3 separate regions of the Mus musculus genome follow, and regions 1 and 3 are each linked to region 2. The links are chromatin contacts, called in public HiChIP or PLAC-seq maps. All regions are on one chromosome and are shown on one strand. The core of a region is the stretch at or near the end of the contact, and the rest is flanking DNA. Distances in the headings are between cores, read along the strand shown. Region 1 holds the start of Lzic (leucine zipper and CTNNBIP1 domain containing). Region 2 overlaps Kif1b (kinesin family member 1B). Region 3 has its middle 33 kb from the start of Gm32897.

Region 1 (3,678 bases), core at 1,117-3,616, 270 kb before region 2:
CTTCAGTGGTAGGAAGCACCTTGTGTACCCTGCAAACAACAACAACACATCTGTCATCTGAGTAAAAGGTTATTTTTATTCTCCAGGCAAGCCGCTTATTAAATATTTACTACAAGTAACAGCAGCTCCGCTCAGAGAACTACCATTTATGGAGTGCTCAATTGGGCCAAGCACTGTTTTGCCTCCTTCGTTTTAACATTTGTAACATCCTTACAAGGCTATTAACAGCTACGATTATTAGTATGCTTGTTTTCTTCTGCTTTATTGAAACAGTGACTCATGTAGCAGGCTGGCCTGGAGCTCTCCACGAAGTGAAGCACGCGCTCCTACCCGCATGCATCTGCCTCACTGCTGGGATTACAGGAGAGCAGCACCTCCCTTCCCGTCCCTCTTCTTCTTCTTCTTCTTCTTCGATGCTGGGCATTGGGCTCAGAGCCTCTAGCTGTTAGGCACCCACTCATCCACAGAGCCTTACCCCCGTCCCCAGCCTAATCATAGTATTTTTAGCAATTAGTTCATACTAGGCAAAGCTGTTTAAAATACTAAAGACAAAGGAAACATTATTTCCAGGAGCTTAAGTATTTTAAGTCTTCCATAGCTGAGGCTTTATGACTACAGAGCTTGACAAGTTTGCTTCTACAAACCAAGTGCTGTAAAATACTACAGAAGAGACCAAAGTCACACGCGGGCTTCAGGCTTGCATCCACGGAGCCTGACCTCTCTTCGTACAAACAAGTGTTTACGGAGTGAGAACATATAGTTATAACTTACCTGCATTCCTCCAGGTCTTGTAACTGCTGCATCAGTCTATCCAACTGCTCTTCTAAATTCTGCTTTAGTTTGCTTGTCTCTGTCTTTCCTCTGGAAGCCATTTTAATCACTGTAAGAACAATAAGCCCACATGAGTACACTGTATTTGGTTACTTGGGAAGATTCAACATATTGGTGCAATTCAAAATTAAGAAAATCTAAAATGCTGGGTGGCAGATTTCTGAGTTCGAGGCCAGCCTGGTCTACAGAGTGAGTTCCAGGACAGCCAGAACTACGCAGAGAAACCCTGTCTAGAACCACGCCCCCCAAAAAAAGAAAAAGAAAAAAGTAAATTATGAAAATGTAAAATGAAAAGAACATATTTTTTCTAAGATTACAGGTATGTGCTAACATGCCCAGACTTGTTTTTCTTCCCCCAGAACAGGGGATTGAATCCAGGCGCTCATTCCTGCTAAGCAAGGACTCTACCATTAAGATAAATCCCCTGCACAGTAAGTTATTACTGTTTAACACAAAAATTTATCTCTTCTTGGGGGAAATGGAGGAACCAGAATGCTACATATACGCTACGCCAGACTGCACTCCCAAGCTGCAATACAGTCTCAAAAGGCAAAGTTATTCTGAATAAATTTAAGGAAAAATAAAGGCTTGTACAACAAACAAACAAAAAAAAAAAAAACAAAAACAAAAAAAAAAAAACAAAGCAACAACAAAAAAACTTTAACCACACTACAGATTTAGACCAGAAAGATTTGACTCACTGGCACCACCTAGTATTGAATAAAAGTGATGCGTTTCCTTTGAGACTGCCGAAATGGCCAACACTGTCATCTGGAGTGGAATATATTCATTCACGCTCACCGGGGTTCCAGTATCCTGTCCCGTGCACGGTGCTCAAAACTCGCCAACTGTCGGAGCTCTGAGTGTCATCAATTTGAGGAAAGCGAAGTTGTCATAAAGTTTACCGGAGGCTCAAACTTCAAACCTCCTGGGGTGGAGCTGGCTAGAACAAGGTAAAACTGTTAAGAGTTTTATTTGCTGTGTCTGAACTTGGCCTACAGCTGTCCAGATCACTTCCCGCTAAGCAGACTGTAACTGAAATACGTTCTCCATTCCTAGGAAGACGCGGGAGAGGCCACTGAATCCCTGGGCTGTGCCTCCCGTAGCTTTTGCCGAGTCTCCTCTGGGTGAGGCCACAGCACTCGGGACTCGGCTTGAGGAAAACTGTCCAACTCAGACGCACGAGAAGGCAAGGGCAGAAAGCACACCTTCTCAGGGACGGAGGTGAGCAAAGCCCGGGCCCGGGACCACCGGAGCAAAAATAAGGCAGAGCCGGACCGCACGCTCGGATGCCGGCCTCCTCCCCGCGGACAGACGAACTCCAAGCTCCCGCCGAGGTGTGCAGGTCCCGCCAAGGCCGGGCTCCAGCAGGCCCGGTGGTCACCTGAGGAGGCGGGGAGTCCTACGCCTGCGAAACGCTTCTCCGTCCTCCCTGATCGGAAAACAGGACAACCTCCTTCGCCCTCCCGATCCCCGCCTGCCGCCCGCTAGCGGATCCCAGGGTTTGGAACCAGGGGCCCCGCCTACCTGACTCCCCGGCCTGGCGGACCGCATGGAGCGAGCACTTCCGCTGGATTCGCGCACTTCCGGCTGTGTGGGGCCAATGAGAGCAAGGCGGCGGTGTTCCCTGCGCTGGCGTCCGGGCCGAGGTTGTCTCCTGGAGGACTAGGGCCGTTTGGCCTTCAAGGCCTGGTAAGCAACCCACCGAGGTCCTAGGAGACGAGCCTGTGCGAGCGTTAGCCCGGTGACCCGTACTTTGCCAAGCAAGGGACAATGCACAATGGCTGGGCCTTTAGAGACTTTTGTAACGGTCCCTGGGGCCAGCTCTTCATAGTCAACTCTTGCCCTTTAGTTCTTGGAACCAAAAAGTTGGTAACTTTCCTGTGACCTTGGTGCAGGTCAGTTCCCCCACTTGGGGTGGCCTGGATTCTTCCTCTCTAGAGATTTCTTGAGAGCAGACGCCCATGAACTTAGAGGGATGTGGGTGAGAGGCAATGGGGGAAAGCCAGTGCTGAGAAGGACATTCCCTTTTAGTCGTTTCCAAATCTGGGAAAGAGCAAGCCCACACAGCCTTTGAGAACCAGTTAAATTGCTGCTGAGTGGACTGTAAACTGTTACCAGGGAGCTGAGTGGAGAAAGGGCTATGCCAGCCCTTTGGGACCCAGATCCTGAGTCCCAAATGTCGGATATTGAGCTACACTGTTGGATTCTGGGTTTGCTTAATTGTGATTATTCCTATTCTCTGGTTCTGCCCTTTTGGGATTAGAAAGTATGAAACTTATTTTGATTTTACAGGAGCTCATGATTAAAAGACTTGGACTTTTAAAGAGACTCGGAACTTTAAAAGTTTTGAAATTTTGAAAGACTGAGAATTTTGAAAGTTGGTCTATGCTTTTGTTTTATAATGTTAACAGGGACTTTGGAGACAAGAAATCGAAAGGTTATAGCTTACAGTGATGCCTTTGTGAAGTTGAAGGGGGGGGGGTGTTAGAAGTTCATAGTTAAGCCGGGCGTGGTGGCGCAGGCCTTTGATCCCAGCACTCGGGAGGCAGAGGCAGGTGGATTTCTGAGTTCGAGGCCACCCTGATGTACTGGGCTGTATAAGAAAGCCAGCTTCCTAGGTGCTGGGCATTGGCACTAAAGAGGCAGAGATGGAATGATATCTCTGAGTTCAGGGCCAGTCTGGTCTACAGACTGAGTTTAAGCCAGGAGGCAGCAGCATTCATTCCTCAGTAGTGTCTGCTTCAGGTTCCTCCTAGAGCCCGTGCCCCAATTCTTTCAGTGATGGACTGACCTGGAAGTATAAGGCAAAAGAACCCTTCCTCCCCAAGTTGCTTTTGGTCAGAG
Region 2 (3,253 bases), core at 743-3,242:
GTTGGGGGAGGGAAGAAGGGTCTTAAGAAATCCTTTTTCCCTTCATCATTTATATTCTGTTACCCATACTAGCAAAATGAATGTAGCCATTAATACTTCTGCTTAGGACCAGGCATAGTGGCACATGACAGAGGCGGGCAGATTCCTATTCAAACTCCTGGTCTACATAGTGAGTTCCAGAAGAGCCAGAGCTACATAGTGAGAAAAAAAAAAAAGACTCCGTCTTGGGAGCATTTGCATCTTAGGTCAGCTTTGTGAAAGCGCTGAGGCAGACTCCTCCCCAATGGGGCCACTCACTAGGTTGAAGGACGTGTGGACTTTTGCGGAGCTATGGCCTCAGGAGTTGACTTTTCTGTTTGGATTTCTGGGTTCTAGAACTAACACTGTCTTTCAAAAAGGGGCTTGAGGTTTGGTGATGTGGCTGGAGAGAAGTCAGTGCTGATTTCCTATCACCACACAAGATACTGGGAGAAGGTGAGGTAACAGCAGTGAGTAAAGGGAAGAAGAGTTCTCCGTTTTTGCCCTCAGCCATATTTCTCCAGAAGAGCAGCAGCATTCAGCGGTGCAGTGGTGATGGCTGTGATGGGCGGTGCTGTGTTAGCGGGGTACCTCCTGTTCCTGTAATTCCCGCTGTGTTAGCGGGGTAACCCCTGGCCCTGTAATTCCCGCTATCAGCGATCCATATTGGCATACAACTATGATTCACTTATAAAAATTTGCATGTTTCCTTTGAATTCCATTTATAGGTTTGCTTCTTGGCCACGGCTGCCTCTGGTGAATCTTTGTATCGAGAGTAAAAGAGCTTGTCCCTTTAGCCACTCTCTATGGCATGCTGGGATGTTATGATCCATCATCATAACTTGGGATGAAATGTAAAATGTGTGTTAGTCTCTGGGCCAGAGGGGGCAGAGAATGGTTAGTCTGTGACCGTCCTCAGTACCTACATTGACCTCTTTTCCTCGAGTGTCACTATAATCATGCTGACTTTCTTTATGTTGACAAATTAGTTTTTCTTACTGATGTAACTTCACATCATTTTCTGCTAATGTATCTTTTCCATCTTCCCTCCTCTCATCCCGGTTCTCCTTCAGTCTGCTAGGTCAAAGTATAAGGATGTTCCCTACAGAGTTAATCATGATGCTCTCGTGTAAAAGCTGCACAGGAGATGCTAGATACAGCGTTGGGCTAAAGGCTGTATTCTGTTAACACGACAAAGAACTGTCTAGTGAGTGCGTCCATGCATCACAGGCCGGGTGCCTCTGCCTTGCCATAGACTCGTCCCTAAAGTTGGAAGTGTCCAGTAATGCCTTCAGTGCTGCTGGGTATGGGAAGCCTTTGCCATGGGTAGCAGGCTTCCTCCCCTTTAGTGTGCGGTCCAGCATTATTTGTATGATGATATGATGATATGCCTGTGGATGTGTGTTCTTAAAAACTCATAATCCTTGGGCTGATGGCACTGCCTGACCTGTCAAGGTCCTGCAAAACATAGGCATAACAGTGCTTTTATTTTCCCTGATAATTATACTTAACATAGTAAAATTAAGGAATGGCAGAAATGCTAAGTGCTCGGTGTAGTTAATTTCCATCATAACTTTACTCTTGAAAAATCATCCTAGTGTAAAGTTAGATGGCTTGCTTTCCGTCCCTTGCAGGACCTATTTTTCTGAAAAGCCTTCCACTTCTGTGTAAAGATAAAGGACAAGTAACAGGTCACATTCCTGGTTTCTAATTGCATACATATTCACTTACCAAACATTTATTGAGTGTATTTACTGTAAGCCACGCCCTCTGCAGATGGGTAAGCAAAACCAGAGATGGTTCACGTCCTCCCAGTCTTAGTCTGGCGAGTGATGAAGATACCAAGAAATAATCACACAAGTGCACACTGCACCACTGTGGAAACAGAGCTGTGTGAGCCACAGTGTTGGGAGGATCTCCAGTGAGATCAGAGCCCGGGCAGAGAGAGCATCAGTGCTGAGAGGACTACAGGGCTCTTACTGGTCCAGTCACTGAAAGGGTGGCTCTGACTGGATGCCCCTGAGGCAGGGGAGTGCCCTCTGTGTGTGTTGACTTTGGAAGTGAAATCAGCCATTTGGTTCCATATGCCTAATTCTTAGTTTTTTAAACTCAGTCACAGTAGTGGTGTTTGACCCTGCTTGTAATCCTCTCTAGATTACATGTTCATGCATAAGTTTCTGTTGAACCGAAGTTTAACCCTCTGTGTTACCATTCCCTCCCTTGCTTTGGAGCAGACTGAAAGGGAATTGCACACCATGATACTATTTCCTGTTCATTTGCAGCTATTTTTGTTCGCTTATCATTCATACTTCATTTGTGTTCCTAAATGTTATTACTGTGATGCGTTTTACCCATTTTGTAATTGCTTTTGTTGTTTTGAGTTGAAATCCCAGGCTTTTACTCCTTCATTCTTCTCTCCTTGTAACATAAATACATGTTAGGACAGGAATGCAGCAAACAGCTGTGTGTCTGGGTTAGATATGTTAAATTTCCTGGTGTGGTATTTTCTCTTTGTCTTTTTTTTTTTTTAATGTACAAAAATCAGCATATACCAAGTGAGAAACCAGGGGAACAGTAGGAATTAAATTCCACTTTTCTACCATTGAAACAAGAGCACTTAAGATCTGTGACTACTTAGTTCTAACTGCTTTAAAACACATGAATAAGGCAGATGAGAGAGCTCAGTTTTGACGTCATTTCCTACCATGTCAACCACCTGGCTTTGGTGCATGTGACTCACATGGTAGAAAGAAAGTACAGACCTTTCCACGGCTGTTTTCCATCCTCCACGCTCTGTGTGCACATTATCCCCTCACCTGCAAAACACACGCGCGTGCATATGCGCGGGCACACACACACACACACACACACAGAAGCAGACACATGCACGCACACATGTATATACAGTTGAGTAAGAGCATATTAAATTAAAAAAAAAAGAATTTCTACAAATTAATGAACCTTTTAAAAGCACAAACATGGTAGGACTTGTCTAGTTTGTTAGAAATATATCAAGTGTCAGCCAGGTCTGGTATCTCAGGCCTGTAATCTCAGTTAGTAGGAAAGCTAAGACAGAAGGATTGAGAATTTAAAGCTTGCCTAAGCCACGGAGTGAACTCAAAGCCAGCCTGAGTAATTTAGTGAGACCCTGTCTCATTAGAAGGGCTGGGTTTGTAGCTGAGTGTTGAGGACTTATATAGCTAAGTGTGAGACTCCAAGTCTCTCCCCCTAGGGC
Region 3 (3,245 bases), core at 112-2,611, 500 kb after region 2:
AATCCGGCTTTTCATGGCTTCTGAGGACTTGAGTTCAGATCCTCAATCGTGCACGAGTTACCCATTGAGCCATCTCTCCAGTCCATGACGGGGTAGTGGCTTTTTATTGTTGCTTGTTAAGGATAAGTCGGTGCTTTCCGAATGTTCCCTCCACTGCATGGCCATCTGTGATGAAGCCAGAATTTCAAACAACTAGATGAGTTCGATAGCAAACAGGCAGACACACACAAAATACTTTTTAAAAATATAATAAAAATGTTTAAATCGCTATTGAAATGGAGCCATAGGGAGCTGCCCACACCACTGCCACCCTAAGTCTTTTAGTATGTACCCATATCTCAGTCATAATAAACTAACTACACCTATGGTATACGGGGTGAGAAACAAGGGGGAGAGGGGAGGGAGAGGGAGAACACTCTGCTCCAAGACTTTACTGTGGCACCCACAATATTCCCAAGCAAGCAGGCCCCTTACTGCTCATTCAAGGAAAAGTCTGGTGTTATGTAGCACTGGGGATACCTAGGTATGCCATCACCCAGGAAGGGTTACTATGGTCACTTAAGACTTCTACAAACAGGCTTGGGAGCCTGGACCTGCCTTGTCTTTGGGGGTCCCCTCTGTTCATCTGACATGCTCTCCCTATGAAGTGCCCCCCCCCCCAGTACTGGTCTACCTACTCCTAAATGGCCAAGACTTCCTCACCCTCTTGAACCCCAGTGGAGACTACACATCAGGTAGGGCTGTAGGGTGCTGCCCCCATCTGGCCATGGTCTCAGGTTGATCTTAGATGCTTCTGTGCGAGGTGATTGGTCTTCCCTGCTGCCCTGCTGCAAGGCTGGCTGTAGGGACTTCCTTAGATCTCAGACAAGGCCTGCAAGATCATCCTTAGAAAACTATCGCCTGACCTCCGTCCCCCTGAGCCCCTAACCCTGGCTGCCCTTTACTCCCAGAAACCACCTTCTTCCCATCATCCTTTCAATGTCTCCTGTAAATTTCTCTTCCTCCTCTCCTCTTCTTCTGATTCTCTCTCCCTCTTCACCCCTCCGCCTTCCTCCTCCTCCTCCTCCTCCTCCTCTGCCCCTCCTCTTTCCTCTCTTCCCTTCTGAAGATATCCCGCAGGTCCCTGGTCAGTGAAGCTCCCCAGCCCTCTTCCCAGATGAAGACATCACCTTCTATGCATTGCTAGAGAGAATGGCAGTTCCTCACCTCCATCTATGCTAAGCCCCAAGGCTCAGGGACAGGTGTGACAGGCGGAAGGCATCCTGCTTGTTTTCCTGGAGGCCTGCATCCAGGAAGCTCCCCAAGCCAGGCTAGGCAGCCTATTGACTCACAGGGCCCTGAGTCACGCCCTGCCCTGGGTTTCGGTCTGTCCCAGCTCCAGAGGGACCAGGAGACAATCCCACTTCCTGTCCCTGTTGAAGCTACTGGTGTGTGGGAGCCCTCGGATTGGCTGTCGTGTGTGTTGTTGTGTGTCTCCTGGCTTTCACCCATATGTGACTCATTTATGCCACACGTGATCCTTTATACATTCACTTATATGTGAGGACCTAACTGTAGGTAGATTCCCACTCAAGTGTGAATGTGCGTGTGTGTGTGTGTGCGCGCGCACGCGTGTGTAACACACATACCAGTGGCTGTTACATAGCTCTTTGTTCCCATATCGGTCCCCAGTTAGTTCTGAAGACCCCTAAACATAGACAAAGAGTAGGGGACCCAGCCAGACTGGTGGCTGCTCATCTTCCCGTGACTCCATCCTGACAAATTTATGCCAAACTAGAGAGGGCTGGGACAATCCCCTTTACCACACACCTTGAGGATCTCGAGGGAGGCCAGTACCACAGAGGCCCCTCCATGCTGCCAGGCACCCTGTGACTCTGGACTCCCTGTCAGAGACCCCACATACCAACCCCCACCCCCAGCAAAACTGAGTGGCGGGGAACACCTCACAGGGTGCCCGGTGGGACCCAGCTTTGACTCACAGCCACAAGCAAATGGAGTGAGGTTCCCCTGGCGCCCTGGCTCCCCACCCCCACCCTCAGAACTGTGCTTCCCGCAAAATCAATCATCCTGCCACTGGCATTGCGGGAAGTGGGGGGGGTGAACAGGAGACTTGTGGGGCTCGTGTTCCCTTTTAGGGTGGCAAGCACATGTGGGTCGGGTGGGTAGACACTGCTGGGCACCAGTTAGGGAGGGCCCAAAGGGCCTCCAGGCAAGCCCTAGGCCCCTCTTCCGGTGGCCAAGCCAGGCTCAGAGAGAAAAGGTACAGTAGGGAAAACTAGACAGTATGAGGGGCTGGCTGAAGATGCGGGGGTAAGTGGGGCGCTGAAGGAGGAGGGGGGCTTGTAAGCAGCCTCAGTTGTGTTAAGTGTCTCCAGGAGTAATATGACACAGGGTCTGCGCCTGTGGTGAGGTGCCAGGGAACTGCCCCTTAGATTTCCTCCCTCTGTTGGCCTTGGCTGCCTGGATTCTGCCATCAGAGAGCTAGCATGTGCTCCAAGGAGGGGACCACAGACTCCCCTGTTACCTGGAAAAAACTCCTGTGGTTGGGGAATTGAGGAGCAGCTGGAAGCTCTCAGATACAATCCTCTCCATCCATCACTGTCAGTGTTCACATTCGCACAAGGCTCGAGTGGGTAAGGCCTGCAAGGGTGGCCTGGCAGCAGGTTTTAGTGTTATACTATTTTCACTTTCGCTTACCAATGAGGAAACAAAGGTCACAGAGAGGAGGCAGCGTGGAGCGAGTGGTTGGCCAGCGAAGGTATGGTCTGCCGACCGTGCTCCCACAGCAAGAGCATTAGGCTAGGAGTCCCTGCTGGAGCAAGGCTTGCTCGTGGTATCACCCACTCCGCTGTGTCTCCTCCCTGGGCCTCTACTTCCCCTTCTGTAAAATGGAGTCACTGATCCCTGCCCTGCCCCAAGGGGATAGTGCAGGGAGTGACCGGTGCTACCAGATAGGAGAGGCCTTTAGAAACCTCCCTTGGCGTGGCGCTGCCATTGCGTAGCTGTCGGCAGCCAATCTGCTTCCAGCATGGCCTCATCTCTCTGTGCCCAGGGGCAGCAGACAGACTGGACAAGGTTTTCTAGATCCCATGCTCTGTGATAGTAGGAGTCTCCAAGCTAATCATATCCTCCTCCACAGGCAACTGTCCACAGGTAACTCACGGTCTCCTCTCTACCATGAGCTGGTGGGACCTTGGCAGGACTTTGCATGCTGAAGATTATCCCTCCCCCCCCCCATCCCTGGT

The links. HiChIP or PLAC-seq counts read pairs in DNA pulled down with a chosen protein or histone mark.
Region 1: a FOXA1 HiChIP or PLAC-seq map of pancreatic cancer cells shows a contact between it and region 2. The contact joins the promoter of Lzic here to the enhancer-like site in region 2. A contact is called at or near these places in 4 of 39 promoter capture datasets (cranial neural crest, frontonasal cranial neural crest and liver), 1 of 484 Hi-C or Micro-C datasets (nephron progenitors), 3 of 115 datasets of contacts at active chromatin or transcription factors (bone marrow-derived macrophages, embryonic basal ganglia and pancreatic cancer cells) and 2 of 9 other capture datasets (adipose tissue and liver).
Region 3: a contact with region 2 is called in an HNF4G HiChIP or PLAC-seq map of pancreatic cancer cells. The contact joins two enhancer-like sites. A contact is called at or near these places in 1 of 15 datasets of contacts at CTCF or cohesin (large pre-B cells), 1 of 115 datasets of contacts at active chromatin or transcription factors (pancreatic cancer cells) and 1 of 9 other capture datasets (embryonic stem cells).

What each region holds. Positions count from the first base shown.
Region 1 is chr4:149,483,954-149,487,631 of GRCm38.p6, reverse strand. Lzic (leucine zipper and CTNNBIP1 domain containing) reads right to left here and starts at 2,366. Exons shown (of 7, transcript NM_026963.6): 1 at 1,633-2,366; 2 at 772-880. The coding sequence starts at 872. It overlaps Nmnat1 (nicotinamide nucleotide adenylyltransferase 1), which reads left to right and starts at 2,422. Exons shown (of 5, transcript NM_133435.2): 1 at 2,422-2,523.
Region 2 is chr4:149,215,695-149,218,947 of GRCm38.p6, reverse strand. All of the region lies in intron 27 of Kif1b (kinesin family member 1B), which reads left to right. Among named protein-coding and RNA genes, the nearest start is that of Pgd, 51 kb to the right of the region's middle. Within about 2 kb of position 1,992, at least 37 of the 459 cell types and tissues checked have an H3K27ac peak or open chromatin away from gene starts, as enhancers often do. A contact at or near this core is called in pancreatic cancer cells, where this site is marked.
Region 3 is chr4:148,713,112-148,716,356 of GRCm38.p6, reverse strand. No RefSeq gene overlaps it. Among named protein-coding and RNA genes, the nearest start is that of Gm32897, 33 kb to the left of the region's middle. Within about 2 kb of position 1,361, at least 60 of the 459 cell types and tissues checked have an H3K27ac peak or open chromatin away from gene starts, as enhancers often do. A contact at or near this core is called in pancreatic cancer cells, where this site is marked.